2 separate regions of the Mus musculus genome follow, and region 1 is linked to region 2. Evidence: chromatin contacts called from public HiChIP or PLAC-seq data. All regions are on one chromosome and are shown on one strand. The core of a region is the stretch at or near the end of the contact, and the rest is flanking DNA. Distances in the headings are between cores, read along the strand shown.

The links. HiChIP or PLAC-seq counts read pairs in DNA pulled down with a chosen protein or histone mark.
Region 1: a FOXA1 HiChIP or PLAC-seq map of pancreatic cancer cells shows a contact between it and region 2. The contact joins two enhancer-like sites. A contact is called at or near these places in 4 of 484 Hi-C or Micro-C datasets (the HPC-7 cell line, adipose-derived mesenchymal stem cells, brown adipocytes and 1 more) and 1 of 115 datasets of contacts at active chromatin or transcription factors (pancreatic cancer cells).

What each region holds. Positions count from the first base shown.
Region 1 is chr1:82,149,040-82,152,799 of GRCm38.p6, reverse strand. No RefSeq gene overlaps it. Among named protein-coding and RNA genes, the nearest start is that of Mir6344, 19 kb to the right of the region's middle. Within about 2 kb of position 1,764, at least 134 of the 459 cell types and tissues checked have an H3K27ac peak or open chromatin away from gene starts, as enhancers often do. A contact at or near this core is called in pancreatic cancer cells and uterus, where this site is marked.
Region 2 is chr1:81,902,587-81,906,186 of GRCm38.p6, reverse strand. No RefSeq gene overlaps it. Among named protein-coding and RNA genes, the nearest start is that of Mir6344, 230 kb to the left of the region's middle. Within about 2 kb of position 1,911, at least 43 of the 459 cell types and tissues checked have an H3K27ac peak or open chromatin away from gene starts, as enhancers often do. A contact at or near this core is called in pancreatic cancer cells and uterus, where this site is marked.

The DNA of each region.
Region 1 (3,760 bases), core at 515-3,014, 250 kb before region 2:
TGCTCTGCTTTGGGGAAGAAAAGCCTGGTTACTGTTGGTTACCATGGGGAGGGGCAAAACCCAAGATAAGTATCATCACAGCACAGCCCGTTAGTGTATAAATGGAACAATTATTTGGAGCAAAAATTAGTAATTTTATTTACTCTAGCTGATTTGCTTAAGGGATTGGTTGTCACAAAATATAATCTTCTAGGGATCAATTGAGGCAATTATTTTAATTGTCAGAGGAAATCCTGACTTTACCTCCCTGAGACCTTTAAAAATATTCTCAGTTATGATTGGAAAAAATAGTATTCAATCATCTTCCATTTGGAAGCACTGTTCTATTTTGGCACAAGAGTGAGACCACACTTTTTTTTTTTTTTTTTTTGAGACAGGGTTTTTCTGTGTAGCCCTGGCTGTCCTGGAACTCACTCTGTAGACCAGGCTGGCCTCGAACTCAGAAATTCGCCTTCCTCTGCCTCTCAAGTTCTGGGATTAAAGGCGTGCACCAGCATGCCCGGCCTGAAACCACACCTTCTTAAGGCATGACTTTATACTTCAATATCGGGCAAACAAAGGTTTGCTAGACCCCAAATAAAACCAATGGTGATTGTTTGGTTTATTTATTAGTAGTTGTATTCACAGTTGTAACCATAACTACCTTTACTGAGCACTGGATAGGAGAATAAGTAAAACTGCCCATATAAGTATCTCATTTGACTTCTATTTTGCAAAATAACTCCTATTTTCACCCCCATATTAGAGAGAGGAAACAGAAAAGTCTGAGGACATAAAAAAGTCACTGATAAGAATCAAATCCTTGAGGATGAAATAGTGCTTGAGTAAAAACTAACTTTATTAAAATGTAATAATGATTAATAGGAACTCCTTTAGCGTAGGAAAAGCAGTGCTTCAGACAGTTCCCATCTTGCTCATCTTTGCCTAAGCAGCTCTGATATTGGCCCCTAGAGCAAAGTCTGGAGAGTGATGCTAAGTTTTCCATGTCTACCAAGCATCATTTGAAGGGTCATCTGGCTTTTATACTGTCTCAGTGGCAATATGTCTTACAATGACCTACAAATAGGGCATGGAGACTCTGAGGGAGAAAGAATAAGGGAGACATCATGAAACCAACATGGTCCTGTTCTTCTGTAAAATAGTACTCAGGAGGGAGATGGGGCAAGAGGATCTTGAACAGGTCAGAGGTCAGGCAGAGATATATAGCAAGATCTGTCTCAGATGAAGGAGGAGGAGGAGGAGGAGGAGGAGGAGGAGGAGAAGGAGGAGAAGGAGAAGAAAAAGAAAGAAGAAAGAAGGGAAAGAAGAGGAGGAGGAGGAGGAGGAGGAGGAGGGAGAAGAAGAGCAAAAGGAGAACAAAAAAAGGAGAGGAAGAGAACAGGGGTAGGAAGAGAGAATGAGGAAATAGACAATTATGTGAGCGCTGCCAGTCACTCTTACCACTCCCAACCAGCCACCAACTATCCTTCATGGAAGGTGCCCTTTCTGTGTCTGGCTTTGTAGACCTGACTTCCTGACTAGAGGGCAACCAACCCATAGCAAGGCAATATCTTGGTCAATCAGAACGGTTCTGAAATTGCTCTTGTGAACCTTGACTTTGCTGAGCTTAGGTATCCTGTGGTGCTCTGAGAGGAAAATGAATGCTGAGAGTCTGAATGTGAGTACAGAATCTACAATCTGGCCTGGCCCTACATCATCCCTTGTCGCTGGCAGCGGCCTCAGAGAGAGTTTATTGACAAAGGAGAAGGAAGCTCACAGCACACTGGTATGACTCACCCCAAGTTAGGGGGGAGGCAGTTCACAGGGCCACCCGCCTGCCGGAACAGGAAGGCCCTTATTGTGCTCAATCGTTTTCCTGAATGCCTGTTTCAACAACAGCAAAAGGAAACATTACTGTTTGGCTCCTCGCCAGGCTGGCCACTTGGTACTTTCAGTGCATAGAACGCAGAAATCTGGCTCAGACAAGACATTAAAGATACACATGGCTGTAGTTACTTCTGTGTTTCAGAGGAAATACTGTGTTCTGCAGTAAACAACCCTGGGTGATTTAAGGCAACTCTTTTTATTTGAAGCAGCCCTAAATGAATGTTTAATGGACCGGTTTCACACCCAGGAACCCAATGGGAGGCCTTGACACCCTTTCCCACAGAATCCTACAGGAATAAAATATGAAAAGTCCCGTCAGCTAGCTATTCATGGGTTCACTCCAGACAGACTGGGAACGGGTGGCGAAAATGTAGCCAAGGGTAAGAGAAGAAGTAAAATCAGAAGGCAAATGTATAAAGGCAATGTAATTAAGAACCTGTAGGCAATTAAGCTTCTGGGCATAATTACAGGCAGACACCTACACAGCTGAGGGCTTTGTGGTCCGTGAGCCATTGTTGGAGGAAGTGTGTCACTGTGGGGGTGGCCTTTGAGACCCTCCTCCTAGCTAGCTGCCTAAGAAGCCAGTCTTCTATTGGCCTTCCGATCAAGATGTGGAACTCTCAGCTCCTCTGGTGCCATGCCTGCCTGGACACTGCCATGTTTCCCACCTTGATGATAATGAATGAAACCACAGAACCAGTAACCCAGCTCCAATTAAATGTTGTCCTTTATAAGAGTTGCCTTGGTCATGGTGTCTCTTTACAGCAATAGAAACCCTAACTAAGACACATATTAAGAGACTGAAGGGCCTTCTTGATGGCTGTTCTGGTTAGGTTTTTCTTTTTAATCTGATACATCTGAGAAGTCACCTGAGACAAGGGAGCCTCTGTGGAAGAACTGCTTCCCCTGGATTAGCCTGTGAGCATGTCTGCGGTGTATTGTCATGATTGCTAATTGATGTATAGGCCAAGGCGGTACTGTCATGAAGCAGGCGGTTCTGGACTGTATAAGAAAGGCTGAGCGCAGGCCAGTGAGAAAGCCTGTAAGCTGTGTTCCTCCATGTTTTTTGCTTTAGTTACTGACATGAATTCCCTCTATAATGGACAGTGACCTGAAAGTATAAGATGAAATAAACCCTTTTCTCCCCAGGTTGCATTTGGTCAGAGTACTCTTATAACAGCAACAGAAAACAAACTAGAATAATAGTTAAGTATTAATTTCTTGTTCTTGCGGAGGAGTTATAGACAGGTGGTTTTCCATTACCTGGGCAAGTAATTCCAAGAATACAGATTCACCAGACAGAACTATATGTCAATACAAACTTCATGCCTGCCTCCAATTCCTAGCCCCATTGGGCTGAAGACAGTCTAACCTCTGGAGAAGGGAATCAGGGTGGTGTGCATACTGTCTGCACTTGGGAGCCATTGTATCTGCAGTTAACGTAATTTCTGGCAGGTATGGCATATGGAGGGGATAATCACTTCACAGAATTATCAAGTTCTAGGCAGAGGAACAGATGAGGAAGGTCAGGCAGGGGTCTGCTCTTAAGGCCTCATCTGTGTGTCACAGCTGCTGAGTTAAGTCAGAACTCCCAATAGAAACAGCCAACCTCATCCCAAGTAGGATTCGCATGTGTGCGCATCATACCATTCTCCCAGTTCACATCCATCAATGACCGTGTCATTTTCTGTGATGGCTGACCTCGATTGTCAAATTGATGGGATTTAGAATAACCTGGGAGACGAGCTTCTGGGCATGCCTATGAAGGTTTATTTTGATTAGGTTAATTGAGGTGGGGAGACCTATTCTAAATGTGTTTGGTACTATATGGAAAGGATCAAGTTAGCTGTGTGCTAGCATTATGGCTCTCGGTTCTCAACTATGGATGCAATGT
Region 2 (3,600 bases), core at 662-3,161:
AAAAATAATGAGTATTTGAGAAGGTAGATATATTTACTTTGACTTGAACATTATATTATGTGTTTGTGAATTAAACACCAAACACAATCTCATAGATATGTACAATTTGAATGTTCTGTTTATTACTTTAAAAAATAATCCAGAAGAAAGCAAAACACAGACAAAAGTTTTCTGTTTTGTAGTGGACAGATGTTAATATAGTTGATAGACAGACCCACAACTGGTCAAAGTAGACAAAGAGTTTGTGGAGTGCTCAGTTCTAAATGGGCCACCTTTAGCTCTGTCCCCAAAGGTGGAAGAGAGGACAGAGAGAATGTAAGAGCCAGCAGCTGGGGATGGGTGCTGTGAAACAGTATCTTCTGCACACGGTATAGGGGATGCACACATTTTAAATGTTATTGGAAGAAAAAGACCTACACACTATTTAGCCATCAATACTTCATCATAGGTAGGTGAAGTGTTGGCAATTAAGGTTAGTTGTGGAGAGGAATGTCACTTTCTTCTGTGGTGTGACCACTAGTAGGTTGCCCATGATTGGGTAAATAATCACCGCAATGCCTAGTGGGTAACTTTGTTTAAATTTAGTGACACACACAGCATAAAAATAGGAAAAACACTGAAGTTGTTGGAAAGAACAATGCTTTTAGGAGAAAGAGGGGTATGGGATAGGATAATTAGGGTGGGTGAGAATGAGTAAAATTCATTATAAACATGTATGAAACGCTCAAAGGTTAAAATATGAACTAAATTTTTTCTTTGAATTTACAGAAATAGGTAATGTGTATTGCATGTCAAAGGTAGCCATATGTAACAGAGAACTAGAAATATAGTGAGTTTAATTGTCTTCTAGATTTTTATTTAATTACTTAATCCTAAGTTTGTGTAATAAACATACATTGTTTGGTATTTGAAACTATGAAGTTTTTGTCCCCTAAAACATGCCTTAGCAAGAAAATTACTTATAGAAGCTTTTAGTAAAAATCTTTATTTCTTGCCATACGTGCTTCCACCCCTCCTTCCCTCTCCTGCCTATTTTTTCTCCTGCCCCTTTATGACAATTTTGTACACTGGGTAAAAATCCAAAACTTCTTGCACAAACAGGAGTTGTCCTGAAGAAACTTTTATGGACAAAGATTATTGTTTTTCAAAGCTCACTAAGGCACTGTTTGGAGGGGAAAGTTGAATACGGCAGTCTGGTCAGCTCTACCCAAATCCTCCTCACATTCATTCCTGCCTTTTTAGCTTGTTGATCATGTATGAACACACTCTGTTCAGAATGACTCACAACTTCATATTCTCCCAGACTTACCTACTAAACAGTTTTCCATACACTGACAGAAAAGAGAATGATCACATTTATATTAATTTAAACAGAACCCACATTCATGATATTATTATTATTTTAAGCCAAGCTTCAATGTTGAGTTCCATGCCCACTTATTAAACTGAAATGGAAACTTAAGTTCCATTAACAGCGCTTTTTTAGCTTCCTGTAGTAGACAGAGAATGAATTCTAACTTTCAAAAGTTGTATAAATATTGCATAGTGAAGGCATTTTTCCTATACATTATTTGACATCTCATATTTAAAGTTTTGTTTGTTGTTGTCGTTGTTTTTTCTGTTGTTGTTACTTCTTTCTGCTTAGGAGCAAAGGGACCTAGGACAGAAGGAAGCATTTAGAGAAGCTGAACTCCTTGGGCAAACTCAAGGAAAACATACCATCTTACTGTGTAGTTGCTTTCTCTTCTGTAAATGGAGAAGTTTATTTGTGTAAATTCCCTCTGGTTGTTCTGGGAGGATTAAATAGCCAATGTCTGGAAGCAACATGAGCAATTCTGAAATGAAGGCTGTGTGGATCTGTGCTTTTCTTTCTCAGAAGGATTTATTGCCTCAGCATCAGCCTTTGCGTGCTTTGTGTGTACACAGCGAGGAGTGACGTGCTTGCCTCAGAGCAGGAATTTGTTGACTTAACAAACACATATGCAGAGCTTGCTATGGGCCAAGCTCCAGTCTCAACTCTTGACAGGCTTTAACTCATGTAATCCTCACTAACTGTACTGGAATAGATGCTGTTCTTATTTTCAGTTTACAAGGTCCTAAGAAATGGTGAAGTAATTCACCCCAGATATTATAATCAGTAAATGAAAGAGCCAAGAGTGAAAAGCAAGCGACCCAAGTCTAAGTCCTGGAATGACTTACATGAGTTTCTAGGTCCAGACTCAAAGTCATCCCCATTTTGTTTTCCTGTGTCTGGTTTGCTTTAGCCCAGCCTTACTCACTAGGCTTGTTTTTCAACTGCTAGCCAATGTTTATCCCGCTAAAGAAATTGATTCTTGAAGTGAATCACTGTTATGTGATTCTTCCTCTCCCATTTCTTGAATGAATAAGCCTCTGGATCACATTTTCTTGAACATATTGAGTTACAGATTGAGAGCTACCAAGGGCAGAGAAAGAAGGCCCTTTCCTTTTCCTTTTCCTTTTCCTTTTCCTTTTCCTTTTCCTTTTCCTTTTCCTTTTCCTTTTCCTTTTCCCTTTCCCTTTCCTTTTCCTTTTCCCTTTCCTTTTCCCTTTCCTTTCCTTTTCCCTTTCCCTTTCCCCTTTCCTTTCCTTTCCTTTCCTTTCCTTTCCTTTCCTTTCCTTTCCTTTCCTTTCCTTTCCTTTCCTTTCCTTTCCTTTCCTTTCCTTTCCTTTCCTCTTTCCTCTTTCCTTTTTCCTTTCTTTCCTCTTTCTTTCTTTCTTTCTTTCTTTTTCCTTCTTTCTTTCTTTCTTTCTTTCTTTCTTTCTTTCCTTTTTTACATTTTTATTGTATATTTTATTTATTTACATTTCAACTGTTACTCTGTTACCTGGTTTCCTCTCCACAAACTCCCTATCCCCTCCCTCTGCTTCTATGAGGGTGTTCCTCCATGCATCCATGCACTTCCACCTCACCACCCTAGCATTCCCCTACTCTGGGACATGGAGCCTTCACAAGCCCAAGGAGGGGGCCTTTCTGCATTTGAGGGATTGCCATCTCTGCACACAGCTATGGCTTGAGGAACATTTCTAAAGAGACAGATGTTGGCTCAAGAACTTTAAACATCTGGCTTTTGCTGATTCCCCAGAGTGCCAATGGACAAGATTCATGTGTTCTGTCCCTTGCTCTTATCTCAGGTCTTGGGATATTTTAGAGCCTGGCTATAGATGATATTCATGATCTAAGATGATGTCATCCACCTAGGTTAGTACAATAAAGCTGAAGTTCCAGCTAAGAGGAATTAATTTCCAAAGCAGTATTGCGTTACTGAACACAAATCTTTGGATGATCATGTTTTATTTGTTTGTTTGTTTTCCAGGATCTAATAAAGCAATTATTAAGTACCTACATTTTTAATCCAGCAAGAGGAAACTCTCGGAGTGTTTCTCACTTTTAAGCTAGTTCATTTCTCCCTTAATGTATGTGTATAATTAAACACCTCAAAATTGTCTGAAAGCTCAGATTAAAGCAATCTCCTTGAGATAACTGCTGTCTGTAAGAACAATAATAAAGTATACAGACATTATCTCTCTAGGCTAGAACTAACTGAGGGTGATAAAGTTGGAATTTTTGTGGCTTTTTGC